Linked DNA regions of Mus musculus: region 2 is linked to region 1. The links are chromatin contacts, called in public promoter capture Hi-C maps. All regions are on one chromosome and are shown on one strand. Each heading gives the region's core, a stretch centred on a gene start, on an enhancer-like site or on the middle of the called end of the contact. The rest is flanking DNA. Distances are from core to core; before and after follow the strand shown.

Region 1 (5,543 bases), core at 568-3,067:
CAATGAGTTCTAGGATATCCAGGGCTATATAGAGAAACCCTGTCTCAGGCAAAAAGATAAAAATAAAACTTAATTACCATTTTATTAACACCATATTCAGGGCTACAGTCATCTCAAGCTCCACTTGAGCCGGATCTTAGTTTCCAAGACTATTCCCATGGCGCCCTCTACAGCCCAATCTGCAAAATGGCATTTGGCTTCCTTCAGGCCAAATGATAAAGAGGAAGAAAGAATGCACAAATAGAGGCTACAGGTACAGTTTCTGTATAAGACAGTCCTCCAAATGACACTTCATTATTTTATTTGTTAGGAGTAAGTTATTCAGAGCCAGGCCTGGTGGTGCATACCTTTAATCTCAGCACTTGGAATGTAGAAGACAAGCAGATTCCTGTAGGTTTGAAGCCTTTATGTCTTTCACTCTACAAATAGAAACATTTTCACGGAACTTTATTGAGATTATAGTGATATTTAGTTTATGTTGAAAAATTCATCTTAATAATGTGTAATGTATCAACTCTGGGCAGGGATTGTTTAAATTTATTTAGATTTTGTTTGACTCCTGAGTATGTCTCCCCCCCCCCCCCCCTTTTTTTTTTGAGACAGATTTTACTGTGTCGTTCTGGCTGTCCTGGAATTCACTATTCTGTTGACCAGGCTGGCCTCAAACGCTTTTTTTTTTTTCCTGACTCTGGAGTGCTGGGATTAAAGGCATGCGCCACCACATTCAGTTTGAATTTGTTCATTTTTGAAGATTTAAAAAAATTATCTCGCCAGGCAGTGGGGGCGCACGCCTTTAATCCCAGCACTCGAGAGGCAGAGGCAGGCGGATTTCTGAGTTTGAGGCCAGCCTGGTCTACAGAGTGAGTTCCAGGACAGCCAGGACTACACAGAGAAATCCCGACTCAAAAAAACAAAACAAAACACATTTCAATTTTAGTAAGTGATTTTTTTCATTTCAAATTCAAATTATTTCTAAGCATTATTGGCAACACACAACATAACTTTTGTCTCTTGTCAATTCATATAGTTTGTGGTTTCTTCCTATTACAATGGAAGTCCAACATGTTGGTTCGATTTCAAAATGAACTTGAAAATTACTGTGTGCTGTACCAGAATGCTCAATTTGACGATACACTAGTGATGTAAATGGTTCATAGGATTTAAGAAACACGAAGCGTTCAGCTTCCTGCAGTGCTCTGTACAGCCAGAAGAGAGCCCCAGACCTTAGTAGGCTCTGAGACCTTAGCATAGCTGACTCCTGGACAAAAATACTATTCAGGCTGTAAAACTCAGCATGTAGACAGCGCCATCTGCCAAAACTATAACAAAAACCTAATCCATCAAAGTCCATAGTTACGGGAAAGTCTCTAAATGTACTAACCTTGCCTTCTGGCTTCTGAAGTTCTGCGTCTGGCTAATTGTTCTGAACTGAAATATATCAATCTGGGACATGGATTTTGTGGGGCTTCTCTGATCTCCTGAACATCAAGGGTAGTTGCAGTCTGGATAATAAGACTTTTTATTGGCTTAAACCCATGTTTAGTAGTCTTCTCTGGTGACTACCCTACAAAAGATATCACACCGATTTTCTAAGGCTCCACGTCTCCCACAGAGATATTTGGTCTGATTCTAGGATGAACACACTGAAGCTTCCTTCTCAGGTTCTATACTACTTTGGGATACTTGGGGTTCACATGAGAGAAAGGTGAAGGAATTTCATATCGCGATTATCAGATAGGTACTTGATCTGAATCTTGGTAATTCGATAGTGGACCCGGTGGAAAAATGTCCTTCTATACTTACCATAGTTTCCCAGAGGCTCATGGGTAATGTAGTCCCTAACATACAAGGCCCTCCCACACAGGAGCAGGTAAACAGCTCTGACATTTGGCTGGTAGGCATCTCTGTGTCCTGCGCTCTCTTGGCAGCTACCGCATAGAAAGTCGCATCCAGGCTCTGTGCTGACGCCTTTGCTCAGGCTGTGCGTTTCTTGCAGGGTTTCTGAAGGCGGGTGGGAAAGACGAAAAGAGGAGAGTGGTCTCGGAACCTTCGGGAAGCGGGACCCGTGCCTTCTACTTCAGTGGAAACAGAAACATAGGTGGGTCTTGGAGGAGGGACTGAGTCGCAGTTCGAGGGCGGACCGCAGCGGCTCAGGGGAAGGTGACTGTGAGACCCATCGTTCCCAGTCGGAACAGTCGGCCTGAACAGGGCTTTAATGGTTGCTTTATCCGAAGACTGCGCTAGGAGTATTTGGATCTGTGATTCCATCAGTCCAAAAGGGCCAACACGGACGCTCTGCCAAGGAGGTGAGAGCCCAAGATGGCGACTTGGGGGTGAGGGCGGTTCATGTCTGTGGATTGTCAGGGCCGGGAAGCCTCCTGTGTGAGCTCACATTCCAGTAAAGAATCTTGCTACCTGCTTGGCATCCATTTTTTGGGAGAGTTGGGGTGGAGAAAGATCGTTAATCTGAGACCGGATTACAAAACTGGGAATTTTCACACGACCCAGAAATCCCAAACTGCGAGCCTGGGAAAATTGTAAGTTGATACCACGGTGCTGGAGCCGGAAGGGGGAGGTCTGTGACCCACACATCTGTAAGAAAGAGGGTGGTTTTTATCCCAATGAATTGGCCTGAAATTCCTAGAGAAATTCTCCCGTAGTGACTGTACCCTTATGTGTATTGGCAATTGTATTCGTCAGTTTTCCTGTCTTTATGAAGTGATGTTTTTGGCACTTGAGGTTTGAGCTCTTAGAACAGTGGTTCTCCACATGTGGATTCTCAACCTGAAAGGGTTGGGGGTGGGTGGGTAGTGTCAAACGGCCCTTTCACAGGGGTTGACTATCACATAGATATCCTGCATATCAGAAGTTTACATTAGGATTCATAACATTGAGCAAAATTACTAATAATCTAATAATCATTAAAAATAATGTTATGGCTGAGGGTCACCACAGCATGAGGAACTGTAGTAAAGAGTTGCAGCATTAGGAAGGTTGAGAAACACTGTCTGAGGCTTTGTTTAGTTTCTGAAAATGTCTAGTACCAGAGATAAGAGGTTATCTCAGAAGATTCTAGTATTGTTATAGGAACATTTTCCTGGGAACAAAGTGGGGAGGTTTCATGTTCTGAAGAGGGTGTGCAACTGTAGCAATCCCATCCCCCTAGTGAGGAGGAAGACCATTAATAACAGACCAGGAGGCCCTGGGTCCTGGTAGGGAATTTACACCTGGTCCAAGCCTTTGACTGCTTCACTGAACTCCATAGAACGGCAGGCCCCTGTGATACAGGCTCCTTTGACGATCCCCGTACTGGGATCAACTGGGTCTGCCTACATTTTCATGGTAGAGATTGCATTATTGCAAGTTACCTACCGATACATCATCATATGCTAACCTTTCAGAACAGGACAGGAGCCAGTCTGGACTATCAGGTTTACCTTAGTGCTCACTCCATGTTGGTGGCCAGCACAGGGAAGGTCTGCTGGGCTATGAGTGAATGCATTTGCCCTTTAGACTAGAACACTGTATTGAGTATACTGCAATAGAGAAACAGGCTGGGAAGCACCAGTGTGCCACATGGCTCAATAGGCTAATGAGCTGTGGGGGAGGGCAGAGACAGGATATAATTGTTCCGTTAGACGGAGGTTTTTTTTTTTTTTTCCTTAAGTTTTAATTTATTCTCATATATTACACCCCAGTGGTAGATTCCTCTCCCTCCTCTTCTCCCAACCCTACCCACTCCCTTCCATTCCTCCTCCATTTCCCTTCAGAGGAGGACTGGCCTCCTAGAGATACCAACCAAACATGGCATATCAAGTTGCAATAAGACTAGGCACCTCTCTTATTAAGGCTGGGCAAGGCAACCCAGTAAGAGGAAAAGGGTTTCCAAAGCCGGCAAAAGTGTTAGAGCCAGCCCCCAAGCTCACTGTTAGGAGTCCCACAAGAAGACCAAGCTACAAATCCATAAAATAAGTGCTGAGTGGCCCGGCATGGTGGCGCACACCTTTAATTCCAGCAGTCGGGAGGCAGAGGCAGCTAGATTTCTGAGTTCGAGGCCAGCCTGGTCAACAAAGTGAGTTCCAGGACAGCCAGGGATACACAGAGAAACCCTGTCTCCAAAAAACCAAAAAAAAAAAAAAAAGTGCTCAGTGCCCAGGTCAGACCCATGCAGGCTCCCTGATTGTAGGATTAGTCTCTGTGAGCCCCTGTGAATCCAGATTAGTTGATTCTGTAGGTTTTCTTGTAGTGTCCTTGTCTCCTCTGGTACCTATAATCCTTCTTCTCTGTCTTCTGCAGATTTCACTCAACTTCACCTAATATTTGGCTATAGGTCTCTGCATCAGTTTCCAAGGAAACCTCATTTACTATGAGCAGAATATCATTAGGAAGCATTTTATTTATTTATTGGCCAAGCGCGTTTGGTTCTATCCTAGGTCTCTGGGCTGTCTGGCTTCTGGTTCCTGGCACTCCAGGCAGTGTCGGGTATGGGCTTAGAGGGAGTTTCTTTGTGTATATTTCTCTGGGATGTAATACCTGCTATTAGGATCAGTCCATATGAGTCAGTGTGCAGCTTAGGGAGTTAAGCAAGGGCTAGCTATGAATGTAATTTCTAGCTGTGTAATGGCCATGCAAACACTCACAGTTGTGTGAAGATTTGCTAATGTGGACCTGCTCCACTGCGAGCAAGATCTATTACGAATTGCCTTTCCTCCACAGCTAGTGCATTTGAGCAGAGGCAGAGTGAAGGTGAAATTCTTAGATTTGCATGGCCTAAGCAATTACTGATCCCATTGCTTAGAACAAAATTTGGGCAAAGCTACCCTTCTTCAGATGCAGTCAACACATGGGTGGTAGTTAGGGGCTAGATCTTCACGAGGTTGTGGCTGGCTTTCTTCCACCAGCTACGTTGAAAAAGATAGGCCAGGTCCTGGAAAGTATTTATTGAATCTGAAAGTTGTGATCTAGCTTACACCTGACTAAATCAGTGGTCAGTAAATTTATTTTTCCCTTCCTCTTCCCTCACTGTTTCCAGCATGTGAGCTCCTTTTTAAATTAATTAATTGATTAAAATTAATTAATTAATTTTGTGTGTGAGCATATTGTCTGCGTGTATGTCTGTTTACCATGTGCATGCCTGGTGCCCGAAGAGAACAGGGCATTAGAACATGTAGATCTAGAGCTATAGGCTGTTGTGAACGGCTATGTGGGTTCTGGCAACTGAACCCTGGTCCTCTGGAAGGACAGCTGTTCTGTTAACTGCTGAGTATCTCTGTCGCCTCGTGTGAGCTTTTTCAGAAGAACACTGTTAACAGAATTATCATGTGGAAACAGGTGATTGTTCCTCTGTCTTGGCAGTTGATTTGGTGGTTTACACAAGTACTTCAGCTTCATTAGAAAGAAGAAGAAATTGCTCCCAAGGAATTAAGAGACTTGCCAAGGGGCTGGAGAGATGGCTCAGTGGTTAAGAGCATCGACTGCTCTTTCAAAGGTCCTGAGTTCAAATCCCAGCAACCACATGGTGGCTCACAACCATCCATAATGAC
Region 2 (5,876 bases), core at 2,720-5,219, 2.8 Mb after region 1:
AAAGAGTGGGCCCAGCAGCTACCCAAGGCTATGAAAGCTGTGCTCCCCCTCCCTTCGCCCGGGCACCCCCTCCCCTACCCCTCCCCGCTTCTTTCAAAGCCAGGGATCTCCCAGACTCTCCGCAGGCAGGGCCAATGGGACTTGGGCTTGGTTCTCCCGGCGTAGCCCAGCACCGCCACGCTCCAGGAGGGGACTCTGCCCTACAGTACTCACAAAAGAAAAAGAGGAGGGGGGCTGGGAAGGAGGAGGCTGCTTTTGAGGCCAGAGGCTAGGAAAGTTCCCTTCCTAAAGTTTGCCTGCCCACTTTGAGGAGAGCGGATTTTGAGAGCTGAGCCCAAGACCGCAGCATCTCGCCCGCCTGCTCCTGACTACCAGGAGCGATGGCCGCGTTCACCGCAGCAGCTCTGACAGCGGGGCCTCGGAGTCACCTCACTTATTTTTACTTTCATTATGAAACAGTGAGTTTAATTGGCCTCTGGTGCAACTATCTTTCCCGCCCCTGTTCCCTCTTCCACTTTCCACTCAGCAGAGTGAAACCCTTTGCCTTTCCGCCTCCTGCGGCTCCTGCCGCCGCCCAGAAGCCGCTCCCGGGTGGCTGGCCCGAGCCTGGGCCCAGAAAAGGCTCTCGCTCGAAGGCGAGCGGCCAGACGGCGGCGTTACCTTCATGTGTTTACGCAGAGAGCTGGGGTGCGTGTAGGACTTATCGCACATCTTGCAAAGGTAGGGCTTGTCGCTCGTGTGCACGTGCATGTGCTTCTTGCGGTCGCTGCTGTTGGCGAAGCGCCGGTCGCAGCCCTCGAACTCGCACTTGAAGGGCTTCTCCCCTAACGTAAAAGTTGAAAGATGGTCTTATTTAAAAGAAATCGGTAGCTGTTTTCAGAATTTAGGAGATGAATTAAAATGCTGGCTGCCCAAGGCGGGGGGGGGGGGGGGGGGGCTCCCCCGAGCTTAAAATCTGGAGTTTTAGTAAATTGGTGCAGCTGTAGTGGAACTATGAATAACGTAACTATACTTTTTTTAACACTCAAGACAATTATATCTACATTTTATTTTTACTTTGTCATACTGATGGTAGTAGTAGAAATAGGAGTGGCGAGAGAAGAAAAAAATTTTTTTTTTCACTTCAGAATAGCAGTGTCTCTAGAAATTGGCTTTTCTGCCCAGGTCTTAACAGAGGTTACCCAGCGGCTTCTACTTAGCTCTGCCCTTACTAGTTTTTGGGACCCGGCTGATTCTCCTGCTTTTGCTCTTTTCTCCCCCAATTTTTTTCCGTCCCAGACACACTGCACCCGTTGGTTGCCACTTCCACTCAACTCCACCCCACCCCCTACACACACCACATTTTATGGCCTAATCTAGAAAGGGGGGAGGAGATTTTACCTGCCTGGGCCATTAAATCTAGAGTTCATGTCGGATTCTCTTCCACTAGATAATGCCCAAATACAGAGGGCGATCAGATCCCCTGACTAGGACCCAAGGGGCGCATAATTTCCAGGCTGCCCCCTCTCGAAGCCTTAAATTGCCTGGAACTTGTTTTGTTATTGTTTCTGTTGGTTTTGTTTCTTTTGTTTCTTTAAGCTTTGGACTTGTCGCTATTTCTAAAGTCCAACTCAGGAACCCCGCATTTTAAGAACAGACCTTACGCTGTATAACAGACAATTAGGATTTCTGTGTCTTTCACCAACTAGACTCACTCCTCAAACCCGGATGCATCGTTGTAAAATGTATCTCTTCCAATGTGCATAAACCTAATGTCCTCCTCAGATCCAAATTGTACTTTCTACCCCAACTGTACCTACCTCCTGTTTCTTCCCATCTTGTTTCTACATTTTTAAACTCAACCTCAACTTCTTCCACCTTTTCGAACAGAAAGGACTCAAGAAAGTCCCTGAACGGGTAGCCACCATCAAGAGTTTTAGATTTGTTTCTAGCTGGAACAACTGGAACCTCCGTGGATGCCCCACGCGTGCCACCTCTCCGGGATTCGAGATTGTCAAGCGCTGGGCCAAGCCAGACTCAGCTTCCCGGTTTATTCCTTTTTTTTTTTTTTTTAAATCTGTATGTTCAGATCCTTCACTCTGTGCCACACTTTCAAGACTAAAAACCAGATCTGCCTGCCTCCAGGAACCTGAGGCCCAGACCCCACTGAGGCTGGATTTGTGCCTCTCTTCCCCCAACTTTGGAATCTCAGGCCCAGCCTGGGTGGGAGGTAGAGTGTCCTACATTAATTTCCATACCTGTGTGTGTCCTTTTGTGGATCTTGAGGTTCTCTGAACGCGCGAAAACCTTGCCGCAGCCAGGAAACGGGCAGGGAAAAGGCTTTTCGCCTGTGTGCACTCGGATGTGGTTGACCAGTTTGTATTTGGCTTTGAAGGGCTTGCCCTCGCGTGGACACTCCTCCCAGAAGCAGATGTGGTTGCTCTGCTCTGGGCCGCCGACGTGCTCCACCGTGACGTGCGTGACCAGCTCGTGCATGGTGCTGAAAGTTTTGTTGCACGACTTTTTGGGGTTGGCCAGCTGCTCCGGCTCGATCCATTTACAGATAAGCTCTTGCTTGATGGGTTGGCGCATATAGCGGAAGAAGGCTCCAGCCCCGTGATGTGCAGCCATGTTCACGTTCATGGGCCCATAGCCGTGAAGCTGCGGGGCAGCATAGTGCTCGGATCGCGGGCTGGTCACCTGGCCGTACTGTTCCGGCCGTGGGTACATGTCCCCGGAGAAACCTAGCCGCATCTGCCCGTTAACCACGTTGGGCGAAGCGTGGCCAGCCGCCTGCTCGTGAAGCCCAGAAAAAAGGAGGTGGCCCGCGGCGTCCGTATGGCCGTGTGGGCCCCCAAAGCCGCCGGCCGAAGCAGCGAAGAGACTGTGCTGGGCGCTAGCTGCCGCCGCCGCGTCGCCGAAGCCCCGGTTGCGGAACAGAAAGTCCCGGGTAGAATTGAAAGCAGCGCTGGAGTAGGAGCCGACGTGGCCGGGGTGGTGATGGTGGCCCAGGGCCGCAGCAGCGGCGTAGCCCGGAGCCTGCGACGTGAAGGCTGTCTGGCCAGCCGAGGCCAGTTCGTGCGAACTGGGGTTGAGCTTGAAGGCGCCCATGCCGTCGGCGAACGGGTTGATACCCAGGCCCACGTCTCTCTCGGCCACGTCGCCCGCCGAGTGGTGCCGGGATGCACCAAAGGTGGTCACACCAATCGCGGGATACTGGGGTCCGGCGTCCAGGAGCATCGTGGCTGCACGGGGCAAGCCCCGGCCTCCCCCGCCCCCCCCCACCCTCGCCCGCCAAGGAGGGAAGATCAGGAGGAGGAGGAACGGGAGGCGGAGGAAGAGGAGGAAGAAGAGGAGGAGGGAGGGGGAGTCGACCCACCTAACGAAGTCTCAGCCAGCAGGCAACGGCCAGGCGCTAGCCGGCACCCGCCCGGCCAAAGGCAGGCAAGAGAGATGACTGCCGGCCGGTAGAAGGCGGGCTCCAGCGCCAGCCGCTCGAACCGCGCGGGCCGGGCTCTCACTTTCTCGCCGCTCAGTCTCTGCCGAGAGGGCCTCGAATCAAGGCTGCCCGGGGAAAGGCATAGAACATCTCAGCCCCCCAATAAAACTTCTTCCCGGATTTGTGGCATAGAGGAATGTGAACGCCAGAGCCGCCACTGCTCGCCCTGTCTCCTCGCGCAGCGCGCCCCTCCTCACTTCTCCACTAGTCTCAGTCTCTCTCTCTCTCACTCTCTCTCTCTCTCTCTCTCTCTCTCTCTCTCTCTCTCTTCTCTCTCTCTCTCTCTCTCTCTCTCTCTCTCTCTCAGGCTCTCCTCCTCGATCCTTCAACTCTCCCTTTTTCCCCCTCTCTGCTTTTTGAAAAAAAAAAAAAAAGGAGGGGGAGAAAAAAGAAAAGAAAAGGCGCAAATCATGCACAATATTGTCTTTTGCGGTTTATCTTCCTGGGGAGAAACTTTCACCTCCTCAGCCGGGCGGTGAGCGCGAGACTGATAGCAGCAATCATTCCTGCAGATAAATGAATTGAAAGGACGACACCGTCGTCGTCCCCCCCCCCCCCTGATGAATGGGAGCAGGGGGAGGGGTCACGTGCGACCGACGCGGGCGAGGATTGGTGAGGCGGCAATCCCCCCACACACCCCGCCCGGGGCCGCCGCGCCAACGAAGGGCGCGCGGTGGCGCCGCGCGCTGCTCATTGGCCCGCCCGCCTCATCAATCCCAGGTATTGTAAAGCGCTTGACATCCCCTTTTGACTAACAGGGCTGCCAGGAGTAGCAACTTTTTTTTCCCCCCTAGCAAATTTTTTCCCCCTCTTCTCACGGAAGGAAAAAAATGCCACGATTTCTTTTCCCTCTCATCTTCTCTTCTCTTCTCTTCTCTTCTCTTCTCCTCTCCTCTCTCTCTCTCTCTCTCTCTCTCTCTCTCTCTCTCTCTCTCTCTCTCTCTCTCTCTCTCTCTCTCCCTCCTCTCCCTGTCTCTCCCCCTCTCCTTACCTTCCTCCCTCCCTCCCTCATTCCCTCCCTCCCCTTCCTCGCTGCCTCCTACCCCTCCTTCTCTAGGTTTTGCTTCTTGTTCTATGTTCTCCCCCCTCCCCGCCACACACTTTCCTCTCCCTCCTTCTAATGTCCCCCTTTCTCCCCTCCCTCTGTTTCTTTCCCTCCCCACTCCCCTCCCCCCTTGCCTCCCCATCCCTGAGCCACTCTCCTTCAAACCTCTGCAGAGCGTTTAAAGACTGGAGACCCCCGGCGTCTCCGAGAGCAGCAGTTGGGGGGGGACCAGCCGAGAAACACCCCAAAGGCACTTCCAGAATGTCCGGACTCAGCAACTTTCTTTTCTCCCTCCCTCCCCTTCTCCACCCTCCCCCCCCCCCCCCCCCCCCCGGGCAGCAAAGGAAGCTTTTGTTATTTGCTTCTTTTGAAGTTTGCTTCCTTTTTGACGGGCCTCTCTCCTGTTTATAATTTAAGATTCGGGAGCGCGAGGGCAAGCTCTTTCCTAGAAACGTGATTTCTTGGTGTCTTTCACAGCCTCAGTTTTGCAGACTTCCTTCCTGCATGCCCACTCACCCCCAAACACAGGTGGATGGATCTCTTAAACTTTTCCTGGTTCCTGAGGTTTGTCGGATTGGGTTTTGTTTTCTGTTTTTAATGGCAGTTTGGAAACCTTGTTGCCGATCTCCCTCTCCCCTCATTTTTTTTTCCTTTTTTTTCCCCTCCGGTCTGGTCCGTTGTGTGGCTTGCTCCCACCCCCAACTCGCTCACTCTGCCCTCCCATTCCCATCCCAGTCCCTTTCATTCAGGTAAAACTGTAAATTTCCCAACGCGCCATTGTTCCTCTGGATCTCCCAAAGCTCCCTAGAGATCCCGGAATACTTTTTTGGTATTTAAATCCCCGGTAGATAGGACCAATGTAAATTTTGTGACATTCAAACCTTTTCCAGTTCACAAATCAGTCACCCTTGTCACAGTTATTGAAATTCCGCAACTTGCCACAACAAGACGGTGGAAAAAGCGGGCGCGGTCTTTGTTGCCAACCAGGCTTTTGATCGCCAGAGAAAATTTACTTACCTTCAGATGAGTGAGCAGAAAAAGAAATAACACTCCCTTTGATTTAGTTAGGAAAATGCAGACATTTGGATTCCGTGCAAACATACAACACTCGCTTGTTTTCGCGATGCGGCCCTCGATTAACCTGTCTTTGCCCAGCGCAAAGTCTATTCAACAACTGCGCGTAGTTGCTTTTTGTCCCATCCACAAAGAACCATTGACTATATATTAAAATGATTGTTGAAAGGTAGAGGGGTATGGCACGTAAAAGCAGGGGGAAAATCCCTGTAACTCAATCAATTAAACCGGGCGACATTTATACATTTCAAAAACTGCACGCGGATGTGGAGCCGGGGG

The links. Promoter capture Hi-C pulls out the DNA fragments that hold promoters and counts their contacts.
Region 2: a contact with region 1 is called in a promoter capture Hi-C map of embryonic stem cells, with 3 times the contacts expected there. The contact joins the promoter of Zic1 here to the promoter of Zfp949 in region 1. A contact is called at or near these places in 1 of 39 promoter capture datasets (embryonic stem cells) and 1 of 115 datasets of contacts at active chromatin or transcription factors (embryonic forebrain).

What each region holds. Positions count from the first base shown.
Region 1 is chr9:88,546,203-88,551,745 of GRCm38.p6, forward strand. It overlaps Zfp949 (zinc finger protein 949), which reads left to right and starts at 1,818. Exons shown (of 6, transcript NM_001142943.1): 1 at 1,818-2,306.
Region 2 is chr9:91,361,799-91,367,674 of GRCm38.p6, forward strand. Zic1 (zinc finger protein of the cerebellum 1) reads right to left here and starts at 3,970. Exons shown (of 3, transcript NM_009573.4): 1 at 2,238-3,970; 2 at 661-824. The coding sequence starts at 3,219. It also overlaps a transcript of Zic4 not described here.